2 separate regions of the Mus musculus genome follow, and region 1 is linked to region 2. A link is a contact called in public ChIA-PET data. All regions are on one chromosome and are shown on one strand. The core of a region is the stretch at or near the end of the contact, and the rest is flanking DNA. Distances in the headings are between cores, read along the strand shown.

What was found. ChIA-PET counts read pairs in DNA pulled down with a chosen protein or histone mark.
Region 1: an RNA polymerase II ChIA-PET map of memory CD8 T cells shows a contact between it and region 2, with 39 read pairs. The contact joins two enhancer-like sites. A contact is called at or near these places in 1 of 15 datasets of contacts at CTCF or cohesin (large pre-B cells), 2 of 484 Hi-C or Micro-C datasets (CD4 T cells and pancreatic cancer cells), 2 of 115 datasets of contacts at active chromatin or transcription factors (embryonic stem cells and memory CD8 T cells) and 1 of 9 other capture datasets (embryonic stem cells).

The regions. Positions count from the first base shown.
Region 1 is chr3:85,125,882-85,129,951 of GRCm38.p6, forward strand. No RefSeq gene overlaps it. Among named protein-coding and RNA genes, the nearest start is that of Gm31096, 5.9 kb to the left of the region's middle. Within about 2 kb of position 1,345, at least 47 of the 459 cell types and tissues checked have an H3K27ac peak or open chromatin away from gene starts, as enhancers often do. A contact at or near this core is called in memory CD8 T cells, where this site is marked.
Region 2 is chr3:84,676,870-84,680,537 of GRCm38.p6, forward strand. All of the region lies in intron 1 of Tmem154 (transmembrane protein 154), which reads left to right. Among named protein-coding and RNA genes, the nearest start is that of Tmem154, 13 kb to the left of the region's middle. Within about 2 kb of position 1,957, at least 92 of the 459 cell types and tissues checked have an H3K27ac peak or open chromatin away from gene starts, as enhancers often do. A contact at or near this core is called in memory CD8 T cells, where this site is marked.

The DNA of each region.
Region 1 (4,070 bases), core at 95-2,594, 450 kb after region 2:
GTGCAATCCCCAGCTCCTCATAAGCTGACTATGGTGACACAAGCCTGCAATTCCAGCATCAGGGAGGTGGCCAAAGGATCACTGGGAGCTTGAGGCCATCCTTGGCTATATAGCAAGTTCAAGGGCAGCTTGGGCTACATGGATCCTGTCTCAAACAACTACAATGATCTATTTTCTCTTGCAAAGCAAGAATGGTATGTGTAAGTCTCTTGGCAGGCAATCAGGCAGTTCTGGGGATGCTCACCTACTTTCTCACCCCCCACCCTTTGCTTCCCTTCTCTGGAACTCAGCATGATAGGAAACTTCCGGCTAACGGAAGTTTCCTAGGCGCATCACCCAGGTGCTGCATGGTGGAGGCTCAAGGTAGCGGGGCCCATACTAATGCACAACTCTAGTCATGCAGGATTGTCCTTCCCTTCCTGTCCCCCACTTCCCTCCATCAGTCCTCAGGCAGCTTCCTGTCCAGGAAGGGAGCCTGAGAAGCAAGGCTGAGATAGGTTCCAGCCCAAGGCTATCATGTAAGGACCGGAACGGAGCCTTTCTTAGCAAATGCTTGCAGCAGTAGACTGGCAGGTGGAGGGTGGAAAGCAGAGGCTGCTGTGGGGTGAAGCCCGAGGAGAGACTTAGGCTGGCCCAGGAAGACAGAATGCACTCGTCCCTAGGGCCCTCTGCAGCCCTGCAGGATTAGACAGTTGCTAAAATCAGGAGTGATTCTGTCTCTGCAGTAATCAGTTCTTTTTCTACTAAGTCCTAATTATGAGATTTTAAGACTCTAGGAGACCTATGGGGTAGACTTCCTGTCCCTTTATCTTCTAGCAAAACAAACTGATAGCATTATTTAGATATTAGTGTATTTGTCTCAACCTTCTATTTGTGTTTCTAATTTTTCATTTATTTATTTATATATTTATTCACTTTACATCCTGATCGCAGCCCTCCTCCCTCCTCTTTCCCAGTCCCACCCTTCACCCTTCTATTTGTAAACCAAAAATTTTCAGCCAAGTCACAGCAAATTTTAACAGGTCCCTTTCTCTTGGAGATGTGTACCCAGAGATTACAGTCACAATGGGAAGTCAGGTCCATAGCATATGACAGCCACCCAGCTTTTCATCTTAAAGGGTGACATAATCGGCAGGTGTGGCATTCAGTCAAAACCCATTACTTTCAGTTAAGGGTTTCCTGGGCAGGTCACTTCCGGTTCTTTTGTAGCAACATTAAACAGAAAGCGGTTTTTTCCCCCCGCAGTGCGATTTTTCACCTCAGATTCATAAGCCCTTGTATGCACCATTCACTGCAGTAACACAGAGACAGACTTCAAACATAGCTGCACCCAAGAAGTTTCCACAAGATCAAGCCAGCCAATAACTGCATAGATAGAGATGTGGGTAGGGAGGGGCTCATGAGGCCCCGTCCTTAACCTAGAGGCTATGGGCCATTGTTGGCTGCTGGAGCGGGAGGAGTCTTCTTCATGATATGGCTGCTTGTAGGTTGCCTGCGCTTATGCAGGTAGTACTGTTGACCTCAGTGGGGAAAAAGGAGAGGAGGGGAAGGAGGAGGGGGAACAGCAGGGGGAAGAGGAAGAGGCAGGAGGAAGTGACAGTGATACAGGCAGGAAAGGTGGGAGAGGCATATGTGTCTGGAATCCAGAGGGAGTTGAGGATAGATATGATCAAGATACATTGTATACTTGTGCGAAGTTGTTAAGCAATACTTTAAAATATTAATTATACAAAAGAAAGAGATGTAACAAATTTTGGTGTGACTTCTGAGTAATGGCTGAAAGAGTCAGCCAGTTATTTCAGTTACCTTTCATGTCTGACTAAGAGAAACTAGAAATGCCCAGTGTCAAGGGCACTTCCTTTGGCCTACAAAAAACCCACAACCTGTGAGTGAGACAAGTCAGAAGCCATCACCCCTGCATAAAGAAAGACAGTTCTCACTAGGACAGAAAAGGGACATATGTATGAAGTGTCCGGTGGGTTGATTTTAGAGGAAGGCTTAGGCCTCCATCGGGAATGCAGAACACCTACTCTGGCTGATGAGGAAGGTCTTGGTGGATTAAGAGGGCTGGAGGCAGAGAGGCAGGTATGAGGCACACTAGCTAGATTTATAGGTTAAGTTATCGTAACAGACAGGGTCCTAAATGCAGTGGTTTGTATAACATGGATGTTCCTCGTTTGGTGTGCTTGCTTCTCTTCCAATTGTCAAAAATACAACTGTCAAAACTTAGTGAAGGAAATATCTAAGTTCTGTGCATTTGGCCGGAGGGGGGAGTGTTAATTACACCTTAAAACAGTCACCCTTTCCTTCCCACGAAATACTCCAAAGACGTGTGCGTAGGTGACAGTTCTGCTTTGTGACCTGTCAGTTCATCAACTCCATCTCTAGGAAAGAGAAGGAAGAAGATGCTGGATCCCAGGCTAAGAGATTTGTTGGAAGGTTAAAGCTAACTTGGATTTGACACCTCTCTTCCATTCAGATGCTACAGGCTGAATCACAAAGCTACAGAAACACCAAGAAATACAAGCTAGATACAAAAGGCATGTCACCAGCTGGAACTCTGTGGATGGAGTCCACTGTGGAAGCAATCAATGGAAGAAGGATGCTGGAGAGAGCTGGGGAGTCTTGCTTCCTGAAGCGATCATGATGGTTCATGGTCCATGAAAACCATGGAACTGTAGAGAAGTGTCCTACGGAGTCATTCGGGGATGGGATGGACTCAGTTGCATTGCTGTTTGCGTCTAAGGAGAGTCACAAGTTTGGAGAGGGGTGGGGTCAGAAACGTTGAGATCATGACAACGTTGGGGAAACTGGGAAAGACAGCTGGCATGCGGGTGGGGCGGAGGGCAAAGGTGGACCAGGGAACCTCAGTGCCTCCACCCTGGAGATGTTTAATAATAGAGGAGGCAACAGCTGCTGTTGGTCAGGGTGTGCCTCCGTCTGCAACTGGGGTGCTTAGTGAACAGTTCTCCCTGAGCATAAGGTGAATAGTTTGGAGGCAAAATTGAGCAAGAGTGAGAGGCTGAGAGAGAGTGATGAGAAGCAATCCAGCCTCCCTTGATCCCGCAATGCCTGCAACTCCCTCCACTGGACTCTGACACCTTCAGTGTCTGTTGCAGGCTTTCCCCTGCCCACCTTTTAGTAGGACCCTCCTCTCCTTTTCCTAAATATCAACTGCTGAGCACAACCACTCTGTGACCTCTACCAGCTTCTGTCTTGCAGTATAAAATGTGGTCCTTGCAAAACAGCAGATGGAAAGACCTGGAGGGGTTGAGTGTCTTCTAGGCACTGTGAGGAGTGGAGAGAACTGGTTGTGGAGATAGCTGAGAGCCTGAGCCTCTGGCAGAGTGGTGAGAGGCAAAGCCATGGGGGCTGTGGCTTTTGAGTCCGGAATTGCCAACGGGTTCTTGTTGAGAGCAGTGCACCTAAAGGGCAGGAGTTCTGAGCACAGTGGCCACGCAGCCTATGTCAGGTTTTCTCAGCTGCCCAGGTGACAGATAATTGCTTCCACTTCTCCCCCTTGGTTCTGGAGATGGAACCCAAGACCTTGCCCATATTAGGCAAGCAGTCTACCATTGAGCTATATCCCAAGACTGATACTTGTTAAGTTCATAACCATTTAAGCCTAGTGCAATGAGCATGAGCTGCATATTCAGGTCTCAAGTACAAGGGGACCTTCCCATCCTCACCCCATCACATGTGAAGTACAAGGGGACCTTCTCATCCTCCCCCCATCACATGTGAAGTACAAGGGGACCTTCTCATCCTCCCCCCATCACATGTGAAGTACAGGGGACCTTCCCATCCTCACCCCATCACATGTGAAGTACAAGGGGACCTTCCCATCCTCACCCCATCACATGTGAAGAACAAGGGGACCTTCCCACCCTCACCCCATCACATGTGAAGTACAAGGGGACCTTCCCATCCTCACCCCATCACATGTGAAGAACAAGTGGACCTTCCCATCCTCACCCCATCACATGTGAAGTACAAGGGGACCTTCCCATCCTCACCCCATCACATGTGAAGTACAGGGGACCTTCCCATCCTCACCCCATCACATGTGA
Region 2 (3,668 bases), core at 707-3,206:
AGTATATTTTAAAACTGGACACGTGATACAGGCTAGAATGGCATTATTCCACCTCTGTGTAGCCCTGGATGTCCTAGAACACACTCTGTAGACCAGGCAGGCATCAAACTCAGAGATCCTTGTTCCTCCTGTCTCCCAAGTGCTGGGATTAAAGGTCTGTGCCACCACTGCTCAGCAAGAATAGTAATAAGTTTGTGCTGCTTTTTGGTCAGGTGAGCCAGGGAAAGGACCAGGGGCATTTTTGGACACTGCCCGAAGGCCATGGGCAAAGCTGTCCCAATGTTCCATCCTTCTACTTGGCAAGAGTGTTCTCATGTGTCACACACAGTCATCCTCCACACCCAGGCTGGTACCCAGTATGTCTGCCACGGTCATTTGTTCCAGTTTTGTTCCTGGCCACCCTATAATCAGGTACCACAAATGCAAAACAATTAATTTTGAAAAAGTGATCACTAGAAAAAATAACTGATTAATGGTGTATGTACCTATTCAGATTGCTCCCAAGGTTCCTTTTGGCATGTGGCTCCCAATCACACTTAAATTAATAAGTCTGTCATTGTGAGTCACAGCAAATTAAGACACTGTCCACTCACTCATGGTTTAATTCAGTAATTCTTAGGCCAGCAAGCTTATTTACCAGAGTCATCTAGGAAGACTTTAAGGAAATATTATTAGGACTAGGGCTATCACTCACCAGAGGACTCTGTGTGTGTGTGTGTGTGTGTGTGTGTGTGTGTGTGTGTGTGTAGCATGAGGAAGGTCCTAGGACTGCTTCTAGACATACATCCTGTTACCCAGGATACATCCCTACACAGCATCAAGTAACTGGTGAAACTGCGGGAAAATAGCTGTTGGGACAACTGATCATTATTAATCACAAAATGAAATTATTTAGGCAACAACTCTCAGACCAGTGAACTGTCTTGAGCTTTAACTCAAACCCACTATGTCAGGACTCTGGGAGAAGAACCTGGCAGTCTATGCTTTATGAAGCTTCCTGGATAGTTCCAAAGACTGGAGGCTTAAACCACCATGCCATGCCATCAGCAGACCTTTTCGGGGAGACTCAGGTTCCCATCTCTCAGACTTATTCAGGAAGGGGAGTGCTCCTGTCATGATATATCTGCCCAGCATCATCCAGAAACTCAGCTTTCAATGATAACCTTAAGCATCAAGTTCAGCTGAGAGAGTTGGGTCCTAGGTTTCCAGGGCCTTGAGTTTGAGTCTTGTCAAGTTTACAGAACGAACAGCAGAACAAGAGTGAGTTGAGTTGTTAGCCCAAGGAAGGGCTAGAAGCAGAGAGTTTAGAGGTTGGTCTCAACCTTGACTGCACCCTGCATTCCCCTGCAGGTAATTCTCCCAGCCTTCATCCCAGCCTCTGATATAGATACCATGTGAGTGAGACCTGAGTATCAGGCATGCAAGGTGCTCAGGCAGTGGGAATGTGCAGCTAAGGCAAAGATGACCTTGGCTTCTGAACTTTATTGTTTGAGACAGGAGCTCGCGTAGTAGTCAAGGATGACTTCGAACTTGTGATCTTCTTGCCTCTACCTCCAAAGAGCTTGGACTGCAGGCATGCTTAGTTTTCCCCAGAGCTGAAGTTACACCCAGGGCTTCACGCCGGACAAGCCTTTATCACCTGAGCTATATCCCTATACCCACTTGGTTTCCTATTTATTTATTTAGCTATTATTTTAATCTTTTTCTAACAGACTTTGGGCTCCTCACTCTTTGCTCCATGCAGATGTCAGGGGTGATACTTAGGTAGAACTCTTGGGTTTAGTTTCTTGAGTATCCTCAAAGTCACACATGTGGTCGGTTAGTCCACAGAACAGGAGAGAGAGCACAGGACACCAGGTGTGCCTTGTTCCATTTCACTGTCTGAGTTATAAGTACCTAAGTCATTGGGGCACACACTCGGCAAAATCAACAAAGGCAAGAACAGGCCCAGCACAGGGCACGATATCCTGAATTAGGAAGCCCTCTTCTATTGTTGCTTTAGTTTGTGGGTCCTTAGCAGGGAAGTGGGGGTACTCCCCATTTCAAAACCAAGAAGGGTCAGGGTGTACTGAGTGGTAGAGCACATGCTTAGCAAGCAAAAGGTCCCCAGCACCATCCAACCACATGCTCTTTATCCTCACTCTAGCACTAGCTTAACAGCACAGCAGCAACCACAAAACCTAGAGATCTCGATTACACATTTGTTCCACTTTCAAAAAAAAAAAAAGAGAGAAGTTAGCTGGCTTGCTTCACCAAGAAGCAAACTCATTTCCACTCAGTGGCTGTCCTCAGGACGATGACACAGGCATGCGTGAGGCTCAGATACTGGAGCTATCAGACCTCATCTCATTTCTTCCCCGACTCACAAAGATTTTCTCCGGGGTCCTCACCAGATGTGCACCCTGTGAGTCCCAGATGTGTTTGCATAAATACCGTCAACAAGCATTTGTAAGTGAGCCTTCTTTAGTATCTGCTGACTCAGGGCCGAACAGTCAGATGATGAGATGTAGCCTACCTTCAAGTTTCTGACAGTGACATTGTGATGTTAAAAGGTGACATTGAGTCATTCTTTAAGGACCAGAAGGAGAAATGATGAAATGAAGGAGCTCTGGGAAGTTTGGGATGGGGTCACTTGATATAACCATGACCAGGCCAGCCATCAGAACACTCCTGTTGGAGCCCTGCTGACCGGTGGCAGGCAAGGCCTACCTGCATTTCACACACTGCCTTCAGGGTTTCTTCTGCCTTTTGCTTGCTGACACCTCTTCTTTCCACACCCACTGTATCCTCACCCCACCCTCAGCTCTGCCAATTTTATCCCCATCCCCACCACTCATGTCCTGAATAATATCCAAATTGTTAGCCCCGAAATATGAGAATAAATGAGGAAGTTATAGCAGGTGGGCGGAACTCCCGAGGGACAACCAAGAAGCACACCAGGAAAGAAGATAGGTAGACGAACAAAGTTGACATCAGGTATGCCGCCCTGGTGTCTGTGCCCCAGGCTGAGAAGGCACGGCACTTACCCACTCACCTGCCTTCCGGAGCACTTTTAGGGAACAAGTTCTAAAATGGGAAGGGCTCTTCCAGGGTTCCTTCGTTATGAACATGGAGTCGGGGAAGGAGTGGATATGTAGGGTGTCTGAGGCAAAAGAAGAAAACCTGAAAGCCCCGTGGAGCTTACTTAACCTAGGTAGCGCTCATTTTCTGGAGATCTGTTTTATGGCCAGGGTGCTAGGTGCTAGACTCTAGTGCTGTGTGACATGGCACCAGTTATTGCCGTTCTTCACAAAGCAAAGGCAAGTGCTAGAGCCCATGGGGTTGCCTGAGGCTGAGCGGCGGTTTAGGGGCTCCCCGACTTCCATTGGGTTAAAAGCTGCTTTAACTCAGTGGCGGGGTGTGTGTGGGAGCTTTGGGGGAAAGTCCCTGAGCTGCCTTCTGCTAGCTCCATCCACCACCACTTTAGCACCTCTGGTTCTTGTGCTGAGTCTGAGTCCCACCTTGGTTTTCTTGCTTCCGGTTTTCTAACTATTTTTTTTTTCTTAAGTCAGGGTTTCTCTGTGTAGTTCTTGCCATCCTGGGTCCTGGAATTCGCTTTGTAAACCAGGCTGGCCTTGAACTCAGAGATCTGCCAGTTTTTGAGCCAGGCTTGTCTTGGTGGTGCATGG